2 separate regions of the Triticum aestivum genome follow, and region 2 is linked to region 1. The links are chromatin contacts, called in public Hi-C maps. All regions are on one chromosome and are shown on one strand. Each heading gives the region's core, a stretch centred on a gene start, on an enhancer-like site or on the middle of the called end of the contact. The rest is flanking DNA. Distances are from core to core; before and after follow the strand shown. Region 1 holds the start of LOC123165292. Region 2 holds the start of LOC123165436 (DNA polymerase zeta processivity subunit).

The links. A called contact is a pair of places that touch in the nucleus more often than the background predicts.
Region 2: a contact with region 1 is called in a Hi-C map of leaf, with 5 times the contacts expected there. The contact joins the promoter of LOC123165436 here to the promoter of LOC123165292 in region 1. A contact is called at or near these places in 2 of 5 Hi-C or Micro-C datasets (both in leaf).

What each region holds. Positions count from the first base shown.
Region 1 is chr7D:248,802,447-248,805,324 of IWGSC CS RefSeq v2.1, forward strand. LOC123165292 reads left to right here and starts at 1,492. Exons shown (of 5, transcript XM_044582919.1): 1 at 1,492-1,726.
Region 2 is chr7D:249,289,783-249,292,981 of IWGSC CS RefSeq v2.1, forward strand. It overlaps LOC123165436 (DNA polymerase zeta processivity subunit), which reads right to left and starts at 1,931. Exons shown (of 6, transcript XM_044583074.1): 1 at 1,661-1,931.

The DNA.
Region 1 (2,878 bases), core at 242-2,741:
ATTGGGGAAGGACACAACAAAACTAGGCTAGAAAAAGAAGAGGGGAGGCTCTGAAATCGTGATCAACGTGGCTCATGATACCAAGATGATGTAGGGTGGAACCCTATACGGCCGATCTTTCACAAAAGGAGTGAATCCCAACTAAGAACACGAAGAACACGAGGGGAAACATGAGGGAAAACACAAGAAAATCACTCAAACCAACAAGATACGGTCACACATGTGCTAGATCCTCGAAACGCGAGAGGAGATACAAGATCCACGATCAACAAAGGACGATACAAAGGGTAACCGGTTCTTCTCCGTGAGGAGGTCTTGATGGGGCCACCCAAGAGGGGGTCTTGAATCCAAGGGGGATCTTCTCCGTGGAGGGGCCGCGGTCTCTCTCAAGGAGTAGATCCGTATGGATGAGCAAGGCTCTATCTCACAAATGAGCTATCACAACGCTAACCCTAAAACGTAGGTGGAGGGGGAGTATATATAGTCTAAGGGGCGAAGGGGTACATGGGCCTCGGCCGAGATACACTGCATGCAGGCAGGGGGCGGATGTCCGGGCGTCGGGCCGGATGTCCGGGGCTTCATGACGGGCCGGATGTCCGGGCTGGCGTGGATGCGTTCTGTGAAGGATGCGAGATTTCCGGGCTGGGGCCGGATGTCCGGCGGCTCACGTCGGGCCGGATGTCTGGGGCCTAGGGGCCGGATGTCCGGGCCCCGTAGCACTTCGGTTGCTGGGCTGCTGCTGTTCTTGACATCTTCAGGGGCCGGATGTCCGGGCCAGGGCCGGATATCCGGGTCATGTAGCCTTTCTCCGGTTCCTCTCGTCGTGCTCCTTCATCCTTGTGCTTGGGGACTTGTCCATGACCCCGAACATCTCCGAGAGGGTCTTCTGGGTACCTAAGCACAAGTAGTGTCTTTGTATGAGGTAGCAACCATGTCTCGCACGAATGGAAAGGGGAAACATTTAGGAACGGGTTTACCTTGTGTCCAATGGCGTATGCTTGAGGACTCGTCGTATGTCCACTTGGGGCTTGGGGAATAGTCGTATTGTACTCCCTCCGTTCGGAATTATTTGTCTCGAAAATGGATGTATCTAGAACAAAAATACGTCTAGATACATCCATTTCTGCGACAAGTAGTTTCGAACGGAGGGAGTATATGGGGATGATCGTAGGATGCTTCGCATCATTAACACAAAATACAAAAAGAACCAATAAATTAGGACGGAGATACATGTACGGTGTACGTACTCCAGCTCCGGTAGCGATACGATACCCAGTCTATTTTCTCCATACCTCACCTCAACGCTGGCGGTGAGTATTTGCTATCGTGGTCTGCCGTTTCTAGAAGGAATTTCCTTTTTTGGTACTAGTACTAAAATGCAAATTTAGCACGACTGTATTTACTCAAAATAGTACTGTAAGAAACAATAGATTTGCAAAAAAGAATCCAAACACTATCCGTCCAGCATGGTCACAGCTTCTAGAAAGAAAGAAGAAAGTGTGAACCGGCTCGCCCGCGTGCGTAACTTCATCCCCATTCCCTCAAACAAGAAAAAAATCATCACCATACGCAGCGACGCAAGCGCTGCCGTAAGCGCCCGACGCCACGTGGCCTCGCCCCGCACCCTATAAGTCCCGTCGTCCACCACCCCAACTGTGCAGACTCCCACAGCGCAGCCGCCTCCTCCTGTTCGCTCCTCGGTCCTCTTCCGTCCCTCTCCCTCCTGGTACGCGCCGTCCTCTCCCTCTTCCCCTCCCTCTGCTTCTAGCTCTGCTCCCTTCTTCCCTTTGGTTCCTGCGCATTCACGGCCCGTCCCATCGGCCAGGGCAGCGGCGGCGAAGAATCCTCTGGTTTCTCAATTTCTGTGGTATCTTTAATTTGCTGAATCAATCAATCAATCCACTGGCAGAGAAACCTTTTCGTCTTTAGATATCCTCTTGGCCCAGTCCCGATTATGACTGCGATTCGCCTTTCAAGAAAATGTTTGTGATTCATCAAAACAAAAGAGAGGAAGAAACCTGTTTTCTCTTCTTGTAGTAGTATATTTATTGCTGGTTGTTTGCGACTCATACATACATACATACATACATACATACATACATACATGGGTTACTGGTGGCCAAGAGAATCAAGCCTTTCTATGTGGAGATAGATGCTTCTTGTTCAAGTCAAGAATTGGGTCTCGATGCACCTCTCAGTTTTACAGGGGCGCCCTTCTTTTATCAGTAATATATTATTTAAAAGAAAATAGAATAGCGTTAGTGGTTGGAAAGGTTCAGAGTTTCTGTTGCCTGACCATATCCAGTTCCCCTTGTTAGTGACGATCTCTATGTGGACAATCAAATCACTCTTGATGCTTATTGAACACTATATATATAGGTCACCTGTGAAAGCTACTGTCTTCTGTATTATCGAATTGGCACAGGGGAGATTACCACGAAGCAAGCTGGTGTACGTACGCTCCTTGTTTATTGGTTGAATTTTGTCTTGTCAAGTTACTCAAGTATTCATGTGGATGCTGTCTTTCTCTACATGCCTAGTAAAACTTTCAGCCATAGTTGCTTCCTTGCTCCTCAATGGAATACCTGACCTGGGAGCTTTCACACTCCTCGTACAAGATACTCAATAGTCAGCTTGGTTCAGCAGTGGCTACTAAAGGTTGATGGCATGGTTGTCTTCAATTAATTAATCTGCCAATGAACATAAGTTTATACTGTATACCCACTTTTATTACTTTCCCAAGACAAGTTACACCTGAACCAAACAACAGACGTTCACCTCTGCCGTTATATGTTCACTCAAAAACGGTTAGAAGTACGACGCTCTACCGTTATTTGTTTCCTCAGGTGTTAGCTGAATTTGTTGTTCATAGATGCTT
Region 2 (3,199 bases), core at 681-3,180, 490 kb after region 1:
CTCTGAATAGCTTAACAGCCTCTTTAGACTGACCTAACTGTGTATATCCAGAAATCATTGAGGTCCAGCAAACCGCATTCCTCTCAGGCAATCCATCAAAAACCCTGCGAGCATCTTCAACAAGCCCACACTTTGCATACATACTAATCAAAGAGGAACCCATATAACAGTTAATCTCAAAACCATTTGTCACAAGTAGTGCATGACAGAGCTTTCCGACCTTCATCATGCATGTCCTTGCACAAGCAACTAGAGCATTCAGCAAGGTGACCTCATCCAGCATAACTTGCGCCTTGGCCATTTGGCTAAAAGCCTGCAAAGCCTTATTAGGCAGCCCAGCATGTACGTATCCAGCAATGATTGTATTCCAAGAAACTGTATCAGAGGCTCCTTTGGGAGCAGAATCAAGAACTGATCTTGCAGTAGATGGATAACTACAAGACGAGTACATATTGATAAGAGTATTAAGGACAAAGGTATCAGAACTTAAGCCGAGTTTCACAGAAAGGGTATGGAGCTGGGCACCAACAACAACGGAGGGCATGCGGGCGGCGGTAGAAAGAGCAGCGCTAAGGGAGTAGTTATCGATGGGCATGTAGCCAGACCGGTGGAGTAGGGAGAGGAATGAGAGGGAGAGAGATGGGACAGGACCTGTGGAGAGTGAGCGAAGGACAGAGTGGAGCAAGGGTACCTTGAGCAAAAGACCCGAGACGGTTGCATAGGATAGGAGAAGGGGGAGATGACGGTGGGCTAGGCGGGAGATTGGGACAGGGACGACGTATTTACTTTCAGGGAAAGCCTTTCTGGTAATGGAGAAGGAGCGTGTCTTCCCATCGAACATTCGCGAAGACAAGCACATCTAGATTCTCAATGGAGCTGACCGATAGCGGAGCAGAATGGAGTGTAGCTGTCACGCGGGGAAGCAACCGGATGATACAGGAAGCTGTCACCCAATACTGCAACCTACATTAAAGGAACCTGGCATAAGACATTGTTTTCTATTCGAACAGGGGCAATTCTCCATTTCCACCAGCAATAACAAAACCATGATTATATTTTTGCACACAGAGAATGTAAACAACACACCGACAAGAGTATCAGCACCTATTCAACTCCTGAACTCTAACCAACTGGAACGAAAATAAATGCTAGCAGACACGCCATTGCTCAACATGAGATATCACAGACATCAAGCGGACATAGCCTAAGAATAACGAGGAGTGCACAACAGATCATGCCGTCTACTGCTTTCCCAGGTAGTATCAGGACCACCGCTCCAAGTTAGCTTCACAAGAAATTGCACAATTTGCTAAGGATCACTACGGGCACGGGGTTTCGTGTGGGAATTCGATTTCTTTTCTTTATGGAAGCAACTGCTACTAGCAACGGCGTAGCCAGGATTAGCTGACGCCCTGGGCCAAAAAAGGGCGAAAAAACACCCCCCAAAATTAACCCCAGGTTTACTTACACAGGCATATCAAAGGTCAAGCTCGACTCACACGAACAAAAATTACTAAAATTAAATTGAAACAAAAATTACCAAAAGGCTTTCTACAATGAACTAACAAACTTTAAACTACATGAGCTAATGATCGACGATATTGAACATTTGAACGAATCTATTGAAAGGAGCTAATCCAGAAACGGGACGAACGACAACCTGGGAAAGCTAGGGCTCCCTTATTTACCACCAATAGGAAATACGCCTTGACGGTTAGTTCCTCGCGCCGCGCCAGTTGGTAGAGGAGAAGAGAGCCCCTTCGCCTGGTGATGGCGGCCGGCGAGAGCGCCTTGGTCGGAGGCGGGGGACTGCTGACTGGAGGCGGCGGAGGGCGGGGAACGATGGAGGCTTATGCGGCCCAGGCAAAGGGGTGGAGCTGAGGGAGGACGAAACGAACAGGGTAGTGTAGCTATAGAACTGGACCATCCGAGAAGGATCCAACGTCCAGAAAGCAAAGGCTGTTTCTTCTTAATTTCGTCAATAAAAAAAGAGCGCGCTACGCGTCCGCCGGCTGATCTTTCGCGGGCCGTCAGATCTGCCGCATCGACCAGCCCAGCTCGCCTCCACCGTTGCAACATAGGTCTTGTTGCAGAATTCTTTCTGCAACACAGATATTGTTGCAGATTTTTTTTGCAACAACTGTTTTATTGCAAAAACATTTTTGTAACCAAGGTTTTGTTGCAAAAATAATAATTCAACTGAGGTCTTGGTTGTAGAAAATTTTCGCAAGAGAGATTTTATTGTAAAATATAAACCCGTAGTAGACCATTGCAATATCGTATATATTTCAGAAGCATAGCCTCTATTGCATGAATGATGGTATAGGTCCTCACTTGACGCATGTCATCCACAGAAGGTGGCGGACGGAGCCGCTGTAATCCGCCGGTTGATGGTAAGCTATTCCCATAAAAAAATATTGTCTTTATAGACTGTTTGGTTCGGGGGAAATAAAACAGGGAATGAGAACTCAGAGATGACATGCATCTCAAATCCTATAAATAGAAATAAGAAAAGAGATGTCATTTAATTCATATCATATAATTTTTTCTATTTGGTCTAGGCTAATATTTTATTTTCCTATGAAATATGGAGGATAGGAAGAGTTCCTCCACAGAAATATAATTCTATGGGCTCTAAAGGATTTTTTTTTTCTATAAAAATCCTATCCTATGGTATTCCTACACAATTTCTCTAAACCAAAGGAGGCCTGAGAGGATATGAGAGTGTTGGACTTTAAACTGGACACTGCATCCGTCTGACCGGTGGGGATGAACCTACGCATTTTGCGAACATTGACGTGGGAGCCGACCATTCCATCGTAATCACATACTCCCTTTCTCCGAAAAATTACTTGTCAGTAGAAATGAATGAAAATAAATGTATCTATAACAAAAATACATTTAGATACATTCATTTCTGTGACAAGTATTTTCGGACGGAAGGAGTATATTTCAAGGCAGATTTCAATAAACCGAACATAATCCGTGCAAACAGGATGATTTTCATATAGACTGGACGAAATCATTTATATTTCGGATATATTTCAACTAAACTACAGCGGACGAAATCATTTATATTCCGGATATATTTCAACTAAACTACAGCGGATTAGGCTATGCTATTCTAACCTAGTCTATCATCGGCCGCGGCGGATCTCATTTCCCACGACATGTCTTTCCTATGTCCGGCAGCAAGCTC